Linked DNA regions of Mus musculus: region 2 is linked to region 1. Evidence: chromatin contacts called from public promoter capture Hi-C data. All regions are on one chromosome and are shown on one strand. The core of a region is the stretch at or near the end of the contact, and the rest is flanking DNA. Distances in the headings are between cores, read along the strand shown. Region 1 overlaps Plekha8 (pleckstrin homology domain containing, family A (phosphoinositide binding specific) member 8). Region 2 holds the start of Inmt (indolethylamine N-methyltransferase).

Region 1 (7,433 bases), core at 4,502-7,001:
GGCTTTATTAAAAAATGTCAGTGTTTTTTAGAGTTAGCATTTCCACTTTGCACAATCTGAATTTGCGCAAAATATATTTCTATAAAAGAATGCTTCAATCCATGTTATAACATACTTTTATCTATAAGGACTTAGGTTTTAAATACAACCGATATCCTTGGCTATCCCTTGTTTGAAACAGGATGAGATGTCAGTATCAGTGTGGAGCTCATGCAGAAGGGTTAAAAATTCAATACAAATATGCACAAGTTCTTAGACAGTTGCAAGGTACACCCAATATTAAATTTATTTTTTTTCTCTTAGGCAAATAATCTAAGCAGGCTAGGACCTGGTTAAAGACACTTATCTCTGGTGTAAACCAGAAACTTAGCTGACTCTGTAGATGGCACGTGGGAAGTTTAGATGGTGCCCAGGGTTTTGGTGATGTCTTGAAAATGGTGAGTGCAGGCAGGAAAGGAAACCAAGTAAGATAGCCACACTTCCAACCCTCTCAGCCATCTAAGGAGACACAGGGACAGTAGTTACTGTGGAAGGCAGTGGGGCTCCTTACTTTCCTGTGACCCTAATCCAGGCAGAGTATTAACTGCCACTGTAAATAATCTGCTCTGGTCACCTACAGCGAAAGCTGTTCTACTTAACAAGGACTGAGTGTCTACTATAGTCCACTCGCGGTGCAGAGCAATGGATCGCAGATGAATTAAGTTCAGTCAATCTTCTGCCCTCGGGAACTCGACTGAGAAGGAGTTAGCCTTTTAACTCGCCATCATCATATAAGATACATTTGTATGACAAATGGGATTTTCAGCCAACTGCTAAGCAGAGGTTTGTACATAGTGCCAAAGGAACAGAGACTAAGCCAGCTTGGTGTACCAGACAGAGGACTTTGGGCATCCTGAAGGCTGGATAGGATATAGAGAAGGGAAGGTGATGGCTGCAGACGAGAAAGAACCATGGAACCTGGCCAAGTTGCACAACCATGAGCAGGAGTTGGATCAAACCGCGAAGGTCTTTATCCACCAAGCCGTGGATTTTGAGTTACTTCGGTAGGGTTCAGTGGCAGCTCTGAAAACGTTACTGTTTTCCTCCCTGACTTTCAGTATCCAATGGAGAAGATACAGAAAGAGCAGTGCAGCATGTGTGTACCCCTACACCTGTAAACTCACATACACAAGAAACCAGAAGACTTAACTAGCACACAACATTCCAGGGAAATCGTCTCTTTTTAGGCTGTATTAAAATAAGATGAAGTCTAAGCCTGGTCTATTCTGGCTACACAGAGAAGATCAGATAATGAGAAGCATCAATCCTCATGGCAGTTCTCATGTATTTTCATACTGCATGCTCTATAATCCAGCAGTATTCTTAGGTCTCTAAAAGGAATAAATGAGCCTGATATGGTGGTGCCCATCTCTAATCTCAACATTCAGAAGGCAGTAGTAGTAGATGGATTTCTCTGAGTTTGAGGCCAGCCTGGATTATACAGTGACAGCCAGGACTACACAGAGAGACTCTGTCTGAAAAAAAAAAAAAAAAAAACCAAAAATAAAATAAATGACCTTCTCCCAATTCGTGAGATGTGTCTGTTCCCCAGAGACTCATTCTAAATTTCTAAATGGAAAGCCTTATCATTCTGTTTGACTTTCTCTTCCTTTTACAAAGGAAGAGATGAAAGACCCGGAAAGGAAGTGACTCTCCCAAGAACAGAAAGCAATGACAATTTGGGGCATTTGTATCACATCAAATAATTCTTACAAAAATGTTTATTCTTTGTGAAAAAAATAATAACAAAAGTCTGTCTTTTATAGTCTCAAAGCAAATTCCAGAAGTAAAGACATAGTTTTATACATATACTCTTTTACCTACATTTCTACCTTAACTCAAGTCAGACAAGATAGCAGGCTCCACTTCAGAGACTGTTGTTTTTAACAAACAGGCAAAGCCACTGTCCCAGAAGAAATCTGCATCAAGGAGCCTTTGGGGTCTGAACATCTTTATGTAAATGTCCTCTTAAGGCCACGTTTGTCATGGGTGAGCAAGCCTGCCTGGGGTGCCTATGAGCCTTAGCATGCACCGCCAGACCAGAGCTCATAGAGCCTGGGTCTGTGACAGGCTTCTCCAGACTCCTGCTGAACACTGGCATTTATACTTCCGAGGGAATTCAGAGAGTGAGGAGAATTTGTGAAGTGTTTATCAGGAATGGAAGAGGATCAGAGGAAGTATGGGATGGAAATGGCAAAATACAACGTAGGCAGGAAACAGCACACGTACACAAGTAGGCAGGAAATAGTCAAAGAATTGAAAATGAAATCCCATCTGTTGACATAGTCTTGCAGCCATGTCTGATGAGGGGATGGCTAGGGTAAGTGCATTACTTCTTCACACTGAATGGCAGTGGAAACCAGGGTTATTACTAAGACATCATTTTAAGAAGAAGCCTGAGTGTCAGAATGGAACTTTAGAACTCATAGAACAGCACCAAAGGGAGGATGGGGAAGGGAGAGCAGAGCCAACGCTGGCTATGATAATTTAGTCATAGAGCAACATCTGTCCTCCCTAGTTTCTCTTCACAGAGTCAACATCTTCTGGGTCCTGTCTGTAGATCAAGGGCTGGGTGAGTGTGTAGCTTGTGGGCAGAGTGCTTGCCTGTTGTAAATGTAACGTTTATTCTCCTGATGTAACTGTTGTTTCTGAGGCGCCCTCTGTCTGCTAATGTATGCCTAGCCCTGGAAGCTTCTAGCTCATACAATCTTATCTAGGCCTAGAATGCTTTCAGTCTCTGAAGATGCCCCCTTGGAAACTGAAAAAAGTACCACCCTCTCCAAAGCAATGGAATTAACTTATTTTTCTGTTTATAACCATGGCTACTTAGTGTCTGACTTTGTCTCAACACTGCAAAAATCCAGGCTTTAGAGTAACAAGATTTCCACTCCCTCCACATACTCCAAGACTTAGGCTAGGCCTGCTGTGGTGGGATACACCTGCATTCCAGTACCTAAGAGATTAAGTGTTGGAGGTCAACCTGGGCTATATATACTGTGACACCCTATCTCAATAACACCAAACTAATGTGATTTCCACAGGTCTGGAGTGAGAACTCAGCCATGTTGTTATCAGTACACTGTGAGGATGCTACGAAGTCTAGCTTCATAGCATAGATGCATCAACGCACAACCCACATAGCAGTATTTATTTAGTAAGCACCTACATGCTATAATTACAGCACCGTGCTGGAGATACAGCTCAATCTCCTCTTACAAAGGCCTTTCTTGCAGTCTTGGCTCTGTCACTACAAGATGGACATGTGGAACAATGCAGGATGGCAGGTGGCCCCTGATCTCACTCCACAGCAACTCCCCATGAGTTCCCTGTCCACCTTCTTTCATGTGCTCTAAACTGAGCTTCTCTTCAAATATGGACTCCGATAGACTAATTTAGAAGAACTCATCTCATGTGGGTTAGGATGATACTCAGATCTTTAACACATCAGACCTAGCTGACCCGGGCACTGCACAGACCCCTAGCTCCCCTCCCTCTACTCCTTCCTTCTTATGACAAGGGATCACACTCAGGGACTCATACATGCCAGGTAAACCACATGCATCATCAGTCCTTATAGAGCCCTATTAAGAAAGCATAGAAGAAGCAGTGAATACAAGTGAAATTAATTTAAAAAGAAAAAAAAATAAACTCAAAGTAGAAATGTCTCCATATACTCTGTCCCATTTCCAGGGTTGCTATCTCAAGTCTAATTGCAGATCTATCAGAATATGAGGCACACTTACTCAGTGCTGTCTGGATATCCTTTTCTCCATTCTTCACTTCTGTCAAAAATCCCTTTAGAAATTTGAGACCTCTAAAATTAAAGAGAGGAAAAAATATTATTTTCAAAGTTCATCTCAGTATCTCAGGCAAGGTAGGGAGAGGGCAGGACAGACAGACATCCTTCCTGACCAGCTTCCCTGCCATTTCTATTAGAAAGTTCTGGACACTCCCCTCACCCTCTCTGCCATCTCTGAAACATTTTTCAAATTATGGTGCTCTAGCATTAGTATCATCTAGAATTCATGAAAAATGAAAATTCTAGAGCCCCACACCAGACTTAGCAGTCCAGAGACTCTGGTTCTGAGTTCAGTGTTTTCCCAGGCTTTGCCATCGAAGCAGAAAGCTGCTCATTTAAGAGAACCTCATTGGCTCTCCAGCCTAAAACTCTGATCTTACAAATACTACCAATATTACCAACATGTATTACTATGGGGCCAATGCTTGGCTCAGCAGACTTCCCACAGAAGGTTACAGCTTTGGTCACAGCCTCTCTGAAAGGCACGGGTGGTGTGAGCTGTGAGCATTCCAGCTGAGCTGAGCTGAGCCTGAGCTGGGTGAGCAATCCAGCTGACTCCACCTCTTACCTCTTCAGCCACAAGAGGGCTTCCGTCGCCGAGTTCCTAACCTGAGCGACGTCAGCCTCCACCTCATGCAGCACTATCTTCTGGAGGGTAGTAAACTCTTCCTTGTTGGTTATGTACTTCTGATTTACCTTCTGGAAACAAAACAAAACAAAACAGGGCAACTGTGGCAGCTGGAAACTGTGACATCACCAGTACCGTCAGTACAGAATTCAAATCTACAAGCAACAAGACTTCTAGGAGACCAAAGTCAACTTGACTATCTTTCTTGTTTTTAGGGTAATGTATTTTAAAAATTCCAAAAATTCTGTGAGCTTTAACAAACTCCAAGAGTCCCAAGCTTTAAGCATCATTCTTGGGGTACCATTGCCTCCCTTAGAAACTGTCTTCTGTTTCAAACTACTTCTCATCCTGAGCATGCACACACGCGCACGCACACACACAAACCCATCACTTGTATGAGTGAGAGCCCATGTACTTCTTTCTCTCTCTCTCCTAACGTCCCAGGAACGGTACTCACAGAACTTCCTCAACACATCACACCTAGTGATGAGTACTGTGTTTTATTTTATTTTATTTTATTCTAGAGACAGGTTCTCTCTACCCAGCCCTGTTGCCCTGGAAACTCAATCTGCAGATAAAATTGTCTTTGAATGCTCAGAGATCTTCCTGCTTCTGCCTCCCACGTGCTGAGATTTGCATGTGCCACTATGCCTGGCTTAAAAAGAGATTTAATTCACAAGTGCTAGATGTAATATACACAACTTTCACTTTTCTGGGAAGGAGGTTGAGAGTTCCTATTGTTGATGGCCCCACAGCTAGCTGTACCAGGAATTTGGTCTTCTGTATCCCAGACAAATGATAGCTATTGCCAACCAACATAGTTTTTTTTTATTATTGTTTAACCCCAAAATGCATATACTCATTGCTGACATGGCTCCCCACTGATCCAGTGGTCAGCCTACTAAAGGCTTGCCTCTCCTGCATAGCAGTTATTCCTCTACTCAAACTTCCCAGTGTGAATGATTCCCCCTCTCCTTTATATTCACCTTAATATTTCCAACAAGATCCATCTTAACAGGAGCAAACACTGTGGGACCAAGTTTGTCTGAAAAAAAAAAAAAGGATCAAAAACAATTCTGAAAAAGGTTTTGTTTTTTTTTAATTTAGGAAACATATATTATTATACTAGAAAATATTTTTATCATAATAATACATTTAGAAGCTATTTTCCCCAATATTACTCTGACTTCTGGACTTGGTCATCAGCTTTCTATCTCACTGCTTTGAGATGTGTCTCTGTGACAAGGGCCTACGTGGCAGGTCTGATGAAAGCACCTCTCATCGATTTAGAGTGTTCATTTGAAAGGCTGGTACACTGCCCAGTGTGGCAGCAACAGATGTGTGACTATTTAGTACTTTCAATGTTGCAAAGTCCAAACTGAAGTGAATTGTAAGCCTAAAATACCTATCGGTTTTTAAAGATGTAGCACCAAAGGAAAAATGCAGAAAATCTCACTAATGGCTCTCTACCCTGACTCCATGTTTATGACATTTTAGATATGCTGCTATGTAAGATACATTAATTTTTATTTTGCTATATTAATGTATCTTCTATAAACTTATATTACATTACTGATTTGACTATACTCCTAACTTTATATAATTTTAATTATTTATATTTACTAAACATAAATTTTACTTTTAAGGCATAGCATAAAAACAGAAGAGAAGGGCTGGAGAGATGGCTCAGCGGGTAAGAGCACTGACTGCTCTTCTGAAGGTCCTGAGTTCAAATCCCAGCAACCACATGGTGGCTCACAATCATCCGTAATGAGATCTGATGCCCGCTTCTGGGGTGTCTGAAGACAACTACAGTGTACTTACATATAATAATAAATAAATCTTTAAAAAAAAAACCAAAAGAACAAAATAAAAATAAAAGTTAAAGAAAAAAAACAGAAGAGAAAAAAAATAAATTCTAAAAATTATCTGATTGATCGTTTTTAAGAAAAGGTAGAAAATGATGCAGCTAAAAAGAACCCCAAATAGGAAATAAAACAGTGTGCTAAAGAACAACGGCTTCATTGGCCCTAAGACAGGAAATGAGAATTAAAAGAGGAAAAAAAGAAAACAGAAAATAGGTAAAGAATATAGAAATACAGCAAAACAGGAGTGAATGAATGTAAAGAACATAACTCATTATATAGGCAATTACCAGAAAAACATAAATTTCAATAGCTGCAAAAAAAGCATTTTAATAAAATTATCTGATTCATGACTGTGATGGTTTGTATATTCTTGGACCAGGGAGTGGAACCATCTGGAGGTGTGGCCTTGTTGGAATAGGTGTGTCACTGTGGGTGTGGGCTTAAGCCCCTCACCCTAGTTGCCTAGAAGTCAGTCTTCCACTAGCAGCCTTTAGATGAAGATGTAGAACTCTCAGCTCTGCCTGCGCCATGTCTGCCTCGATACTGCCATGTTCCCACCTTGATGATAATGGACTGAACCTCTGAACCTGTAAGCCAGCCCCAATTAAATGTTGTTTTTATAAGACTTGTCTTGGTCATGGTGTCTGTTCACAGCAATAAAACCCTAACTAAGACAATGACTATAAGAACAACCACCAGCATACAACAATCAATGTATCTACATATATTTATGCTACATATGTAAATAGCATCAAACCCATAAAGTCCAAAATTTATTCCTAATAAAACACAGTTATACGTTAACATTAGAGAAAATAAAAATGACTAAAGTATATGCATCAAATACATAACACACATATATATCATACTCATGGACTAGGAGATATAATGTTGTGAATGACATTAATTTTCCCCAGATTGGGCTTACAAATTCAATGTATGCAGCTTTAATAAAAACCCCAGTGGCCCTTTAATAGGAAATTTAAAACTAAAATTATACAGATCTGCAAAGGACCTAGAATTTCCAAAACAATCATGATAAGGAACAAAATTGTGAGTCTTGAGATTCTAAGGAAATACAAACAAATCCTGGGGTCAG
Region 2 (7,412 bases), core at 1,635-4,134, 550 kb before region 1:
GGGTTCAATATCTTCTCACACACCATCACCCTGAACAGTTTCCCAAACCCTGAATGGAAGGAAGTCACCTCAAAGAGAAAGGAAAACCTCAATTGTTTTCATGTTTTCTTAGAAGGAAATTAAGCAGATACTGATCCTAAAAAAATTTCAAAGGTAAAAATAAAACAACATGGAAATTCTCTGCTTAAATTATCTGTACTAAACGTTTTCAAGCCTTGACTTGAAACTTTAAACTCACGTATGAAAAAACCCAATCAAAAGCCAGACCAAAATCACCAATTCTATTCATTACTGCAGTTGTAAGAATTTCAATTGTTGGACACCGGGGGGCGCCACTAACATATTCACATAGCTGCACAGACACTTGTGGGCACAGGGAGGAATGGATCTTTGAACAAAAGCTCAGTCTCAAGTGTCAGGGGTGGATGTGAGAAACCCTAGATACATGTCACACCTTCAGTGTCTCCACTCATGTTAACTCACTAGGATTTAGCTTCCTTCAATCGATTTTAAATAAGTTTGAGTAGGCGACTAATCGCATTTTCTGTAACTGCACGACAGCAGTGCAGCACCGTTGTCATGACGTAGAAACAGAGTTCAGGCTCTGTGAGTCCCAGGAGAGGGGGCAGTTGTGCCTTCCACAATGACAGGATGAGAATGACAATGACAGATGGGTTTACATCCTGTGGAGATGGTTCCCCGAGCTCCAGGAAGCCCGAGAGAAAATGATCACCTTCCATTCTGAGTGGCAGGGCTCATTCTTCTGGCTTGAAACATAGTGTCTGGGGCCATGATGGAGATCCAGGGACAGGATCAATCACTGGGAGTGATTGATTCCCTGAGCTTATAAGGCAGTGTGTGAGCAAGTCCATGAACCACCCAACTGAAGGTCAGAGAGCCTGAAGGATGATGAGCAGGGTGAGGCTGGGGCTGAGTCTGTGTTCCCACTTTGGGCGTGAATCTGGGGCCTCTGCTGCTGACAGCGACCTGGGGCATCACATTGCCCACTTCCTTGTTGTTGAGGGGGCAGATACCTTGCAGGTTGTTGTGAAAAAGCCAGGAGACCCCTGTCACATAGTAGGCAATCAGTGTCATGAACTTTCCCCACTGTGGCATGCCCATCCTCCCAACGTTTGCCCCTGGGAACCCACTCTGAAGTTTGCTACCCAGACACTCTCACCCTTGGATGACTTAGAAAGAGATGAGGCAAGTGTGTGTGTGTGTGTGTGTGTGTGTGTGTGTGTGTGTGTGATCACTGCAGACTCCCTTACAGCAGAGTAAGAGTCTACACAGCCTCTGTCCATTTTCCCTTTGCAGTAGCAGGTCTAGTTGGTTATTTTTTCCAACCTAACACACACTAGAGTCACCTGGGAAGAGAGATCCTCAAGTGAGGAGTGACCTTCATCAGACTGGCCCGTGAGTGTTTCCTTAATTAATGACTGATGTGGGTGAGCCCCGTGTTCTGCGGGTGGTGTCACCCCTTAGCCAGCAGGCTAAGCAAACCATGGAGGGCAAGCCAGTGAGCAGTGGTCTTTCAATGTCCCCACCTCTACTCCTGCTTGAGCTCCTGCCCTGCCCTTCCTCAGTGACAAACTGTGGTCAGGAGGTGCAAGTCAAATAAACCCTTTCCTTCCCAGGTTGCTTTGGGTCATGGTTGTTTACCAAAGCAAAAGACGGCAAACTGGGGCATCATTTTTCAAAGCAACCAGACCAGACCACAGCAGATCTAAGTGAGCTGATGATTCTGGGGGCAGAGGACAAGATGCACATGTGCACACACGTGGATGTGGATGGGTGGCGCTCTGTGCAGTGTTGTGACACGTTTTCAATTGTTTGTCCAAATACAGGGCTTGGCAACACACAGGCCTAGTGATTTGGGGAGGTGCTGTCAAAGTTTACTCCCGAGCATAAGAAAAAGAAAAGGAAGAAAGAAAGAAAGAAAGAAAGAAAGAAAGAAAGGAAGGAAGGAAGGAAGGAAGGAAGGAAGAAAGAAAGAAAGAAAGAAAGAAAGAAAGAAAGAAAGAAAGAAAGAAAGAAAGAAAGAAAGAAAGAAAGAAAGAAAACATTAAGCCAAATGAGAAAACAAGACTTAAACCTTAAACCGCTGGGGAATCATTAACTCAGTTAAAGATAAGCTGTTTACAAAGGCAAGTTCACTGAGTGTAGAATAGCAGAGAGATTTGAAGATCTCTGGTCCTCCTACTTCCCCAGCCTGGGGAGCACTTCTGTTCTGGTTCTTGTTTTATTTGCCTTATCAAAGATGAAGCCCAGGGGCCGTGAATGTGTTGGCTGGGAGCCTGGCCCTGTGTCTCCACCCTCTACTCTTAACCCCATGAGTGAAGCATCCCTAATGAGACCCTCATCTCTTTGGTCTCTGCCTCTTTCTCTTTGTCTGTCTGTGTACCTCTGTCCCTATGTAATTCTCTCTCTGTCTCTCTCTCTCTCTCTCTGTCTCTCTCTCTCTGTCTCTCTCTCTCTCTCTGTCTCTCTCTGTGTCTCCATATATATATCTGTCTCTGTCTGTCTCTGTCTGTCTGTCTCTCTCTCTCTCTGTCTCTCTCTCCTGATCCCAGTTGTCCACATGCCACCCTAGAGGGCCAGGGATGAGAGCTTCAGGGCCCAGTGACCCAGGACAGGACTGGAGGCCCTCTAGCATTCTCTTGCTTCATCACAAAAATCAAATCCAGCCAGGAATCTAGCATTCTCTTGCTTCATCACAAAAATCAAATCCAGCCAGGAATCTGACACCTGCACTCTGAAACCATCTCCAGGGACCCTAGCTCCTCCCTGAGAAGGGAGGTCTTATAAAAAGATTATAAAAGGCATGGTGGGAAGGAGTGAGCATTCAGTAGGGGCAAAGGAGTCTGGACAGCTGTGTGGGCTGGCTAGAATGGAGGGCAAGGTATACATAGGAGGTGAGGACTATGAAAAAGAGTTCACTCCCAAAGACTACCTGACCACCTACTACAGCTTCCACTCTGGCCCTGTGGCAGAGCAGGAAATCGTAAAGTTTAGCCTGCAGAACCTCTACCAGACCTTCTCTACAGGTGAGTGGCTGAGGTCTCCCTGGGGAGGGGCTGGAACCATGCCAACAGGGAGAGCTTATTCTGTATATACAGATGCTACAGAGGTGACTGGTCTGAAGGCCCACAGGGCCCATAGATGGCAATGTGTGCAGATCCAGAAGAGCCATGCCTCAGGAGTGAAGAACTTGCCTTGCACCCATGATCAGCCTCAGTAGCTACACTCGTAAGCTTTGAGGGGTATACCCAGATTTGTGGAGCTCCTAGGCCCATGCTGAGAGAAGTGACATAGGACTGGGCACCAAGGCTACTTTTCCCTCTCCTCTTGCCAGAGGCCTTCCAGAAAGCTCTGCAGCCTTTTTGGAACCTTGAGTCTCTCTGAAAAAAATCCCTGATGAAAATTCTTCCCTGTAAACATGCATACAAGTTTCCATGATTTGCCCCCAATGTCTAAGGGCAGACTAAGGCTAGGGAGGGACAGGGGTGGCCAGTCAAAGTCAGAGAGCTAATAGTAACAGCAGCAAGAATGAATCATAAGACTTCAAGTGACCCAGCACTAATGGGGAGAGTGTGTTCTGTGTGACCCTGGAGGTCACTCAGTGTACTCCCCCACAAAAGCCTTCTTAGCCAGACATTCGGTGCCAAGGAACGGGTAGCAAGGAACAACCTCAGAATACAGAGGGAAGAAAGCCTGGTGCTGCTGGAGAAAGCTGGGGTATAGAACAGACTTCAGTCCTTGGCAGAGGCATGGTAGGTATAAAAGGAGACTGCAGAAGGGAGAGGGCAGGCTGAGAGGGCATACCCGGGGTGGGGGGTGGAGGTACACTGAGCAACTGACCTCCAGGGTCACACAGAGCACATTCTCCCCATTAGTGCTGGGTCACTTGAAGTCTTAGGCTTTATTCTTGCTCGTGTTACTATTAGCTCTCTGCCACACTTTCTTCTGTGTGGCTGCCTTTCCTAGAAAATCAGAAGGGCTCTTAAGAACTAGCTGGTGTCCTTCTCAGCCTTTATCCCAGACCCTGCCACTCTACCAATTCCCCCAATTTTCTAAATCCAATGTTCTTTGAAGTTAGCCTATGCCAACTGATTAGAGAGAGAGAGAGAGACAGTAATCCTGAATTTATCTGGAAGACCAGACATACCTCCCAGGCCTCCACTAGTATCCTGGGTCATGGGGAGGCAGTTAAGAATGTCAGCTGTTTCCCACCCCCGGCATTGCTCCCCACTCCTGTCAATGTACAGCCCAGAGGCAAGGGGTTGCTCCCCTTCCCAGCTGGCGAATCCTAAGGTGGTTTGGAGTCACTCAGCAGGATGTGAGGTCAGGGTGCGGAGACCTGCCATGCTATCTCCCCAGGAGGTGTAGGGGGCGACGTCCTGATCGACATTGGCTCTGGCCCTACCATCTACCAGCTGCTTTCAGCATGCGAGGTCTTCCGGGAGATCATTGTCACTGACTACACCCCGCAGAACCTGCAGGAGCTGCAGAAGTGGCTGAAGAAAGAGCCAGGAGCCTACGACTGGTCCTCCATAGTGCAACATGCATGTGAGCTGGAGGGAGACAGGTACCTGCAAGTGGTTCCATTTTGTCCACCCACCTCATCCTTCTCAGATAAGGCCCTTTTGTGGCTCAGACAGCTCAGGAACTCACCACTCACCTCACTTTCGTCCTGGCCTTCCTTAACCTCGTGAACCTATAACATTCCCTCTGGGTCAGTCCCTCCTCCAGCCCTAATGCTGCCCCAAACCATCTGGCCCTACTCTCCCTTTCTTTGTATCTGCTCAACCCAGGTGCGGTACCAGCTTCTATGTCACCTCCTCCAGGAAGTCCTGCTGACTGTCCAGCTCATACCACCCCTACTCTGCTCTGGAAACTGGTTCAGTGTCTCCTTTGATGTTGGGGGACACACTTGTGGAAAGCCAGGCCATGGGGTGTACCCTACATGTATCCCCTCAGCATTGTGGCAAAGCACAGAGACCAATAGCAGTGACCTTCTGCAGGTCCTGCGTCACTTGGGTTCACAGAGGGTATATGCCACAACTGGAGCTGCAAGGGTCAGTAATTCTGACCTTGTCCTACAGATGGGGAAACTGAGGCCCTGGCTTAGAGAGGGTCCTCTAGCCATCCTTAGAGCAGAGTAGAAACAGGTTAATGTTTCTGTCCTGAAATATTGGAACAGAGGACTGACTCTGTTACAGTTCAGAACAGTCTACAGAGGTCATGGTTTGAGGGACGCTAACTATAGGGGCCTTGGAGATAGTCCCATCTGGGTTCCATGAATCAAGCACACACACAGCCAAGCGGAGGGAGCCCCAGGGAGCTCCTGTTACATGGGAAAACAGCTACCATCATGCTAGACGGAGAGAGGTAGTGGGAGGTGGGAAGTGGGAGGAGAGGCTTCGGCAGGGACAAGAGGGCAAGGGTCTGGGCTAGAGGTGACCTCTCTTGTAGTTGAGGTGAGGGAACAGGCATGTGTCTCAGGAAAACCACGCAAGTGACAGGAGCCGCATAGCAAGGGCTGCAGACCCATGTATGAAGAGGACATGCATCAGGGAGGGCCACCAAGGCCACACACTGGCACACGAGGCTATGTTAATAGTGACATAATGATACAGCTTGTGTGCATGTGTGTGTGAATGTGCCTATGTGTATTTGTGTTTGCACTATGCATGCATGGAGCATGAGTATGTGTGTGTGAATGTATGTATGTCTTTGTGAGAGTATACATTTGTATGTTAATGTCTATATGTGTGTGTGTGTGTGTGTGTGTCTGTGTGTGTGTGTTGGCATGCATTCCACAATGGATGTGTGGAGGTCAGAGGTTAACCTGTGGGAACTGGTTCTCTCAACATGTCGGTCCTTGGGATCGAACTCCACTTATGAGGCTTGCTTGGGAGCAAACTCCTTTACCCACTGAGTCATCTCATTAGTTCAGGACCTGCATCTTTAAAAGAACTATTCAGTACACCAAGCTGAGAAGAGTGTCAAACCCAGTCGGGGCAGCAGGTGGCAGAGCTACCCTAGCAGCGACAATCACCAGAGAAATCTCACCTAGGAGCTTGGGAGATGCTGGAGTCTGTAGCAACCCTGTGGGTCACCTCAGCCACTGTGTCAATAAAAGAAGACAAAGGAGTCAGCTCCAGAGGAATGACACCTGAGGTTGTACTCTGGCCTACACACACACACACACACACACACACACACACACACACACACACATTTGCATGCACATTTCCACACACACATGCACATATACACACATACACATAAACAAAAACAGTAATAACGAAACCCACCAAAAAGACCAAATGATTTTAAGAAGGAAGGGGAGGTGTGAAAGAGGAGGGCAAAATCAAACCCTGGTGGCTGTGAGCATCTTTGTGTCTTGGTTTCCAGCCGCATGGCATGTTGACAATTAGATTAAATGGCAGGATGGTTGTGGGGCCAGAGAAAGTCGTAAGTACCACAAAAGCGGTTTTCCATGACTGCGACCTTTGTCGCTTATTACATCGGCTCATTGTGGTCCTGCTCTCGATTGTGACCATAACAGCATCTCTCTGACCTTCTCACAGAAGCAGGTGGCAGGAGAAGGAAGCCAAGCTCAGAAGGACAGTCACTCGTGTCCTGAGGTGTGATGTGACCAAGACACCCCCGCTGGGGTCAGCTCAGGTGCCTCTGGCTGACTGCGTGCTGACCTTTCTGGCCATGGAGTGTGCCTGCCCTGATATAGATACCTACCGGGCAGCCTTGCGCAGACTGGCCGGCCTGCTGAAACCAGGAGGGCACCTGGTGACCCTGGTTACTCTGCGCTTCCAGCACTATATGGTGGGCCCCAAGAAGTTCTCTGGGGTCTACCTAGAGAAGGAGGTGGTGGAGAAGGCTATTCAAGATGCTGGCTGTCAGGTGCTGAAGTGCAACTGCGTCTCCCTCAGCTACTCGGAGGCTTACTGCTCCCACGACGGTTTGTGCTTTGTGGTGGCCCGGAAGGGTCCCAGTGCCTGAGGCCACTGGCAGCGAATCGCCTTCCCTGGGAAAGTTATAGCAATCATTTGTAAAGCCTTGCTCCACAGCTTTCTAACACGGACCATGTTGCTTCTATCTAATACCTGGTCACAGTCACAAGGGAAAACCCAAGGTTCTCTATTTTCAGCACCAACATCCATCCCCTTTGCTCTTATTGTACCCTGTTGAAAGTTCATTTTAAAATAAAGTGGCCTATCTGGATTCTGTCTTGGGATGCCTTCTCTCAACAAAAGACAAGGGTTTGGCTGACAAACATTTATCTAAGAGCAGGTGCTATGAACACAAATGCTGGCACAGGACAGAGGCCAGGAGAAAGGCTGGTGCTCTGTGTACTGCAAAGCCCTTCCCTCTGAGGCAGCTGGAGC

What was found. Promoter capture Hi-C pulls out the DNA fragments that hold promoters and counts their contacts.
Region 2: a promoter capture Hi-C map of liver shows a contact between it and region 1, with 4 times the contacts expected there. The contact joins the promoter of Inmt here to the enhancer-like site in region 1. A contact is called at or near these places in 8 of 39 promoter capture datasets (cranial neural crest, embryonic stem cells, hematopoietic stem and progenitor cells and 4 more), 3 of 15 datasets of contacts at CTCF or cohesin (CD8 T cells, large pre-B cells and stem cell-derived epiblast-like cells), 15 of 484 Hi-C or Micro-C datasets (CD4 T cells, cerebellar granule neurons, cerebellum and 7 more), 3 of 115 datasets of contacts at active chromatin or transcription factors (astrocytes, double positive thymocytes and embryonic stem cells) and 2 of 9 other capture datasets (adipose tissue and embryonic stem cells).

Annotation. Positions count from the first base shown.
Region 1 is chr6:54,626,924-54,634,356 of GRCm38.p6, reverse strand. It overlaps Plekha8 (pleckstrin homology domain containing, family A (phosphoinositide binding specific) member 8), which reads right to left. Exons shown (of 14, transcript NM_001164361.1): 10 at 5,453-5,511; 11 at 4,407-4,537; 12 at 3,783-3,853. Among named protein-coding and RNA genes, the nearest start is that of Gm34249, 27 kb to the left of the region's middle. Within about 2 kb of position 5,751, at least 4 of the 459 cell types and tissues checked have an H3K27ac peak or open chromatin away from gene starts, as enhancers often do. A contact at or near this core is called in liver, where this site is marked.
Region 2 is chr6:55,170,462-55,177,873 of GRCm38.p6, reverse strand. Inmt (indolethylamine N-methyltransferase) reads left to right here and starts at 2,884. Exons shown (of 3, transcript NM_009349.3): 1 at 2,884-3,047; 2 at 4,381-4,588; 3 at 6,597-7,247. The coding sequence starts at 2,891. The coding sequence ends at 7,026.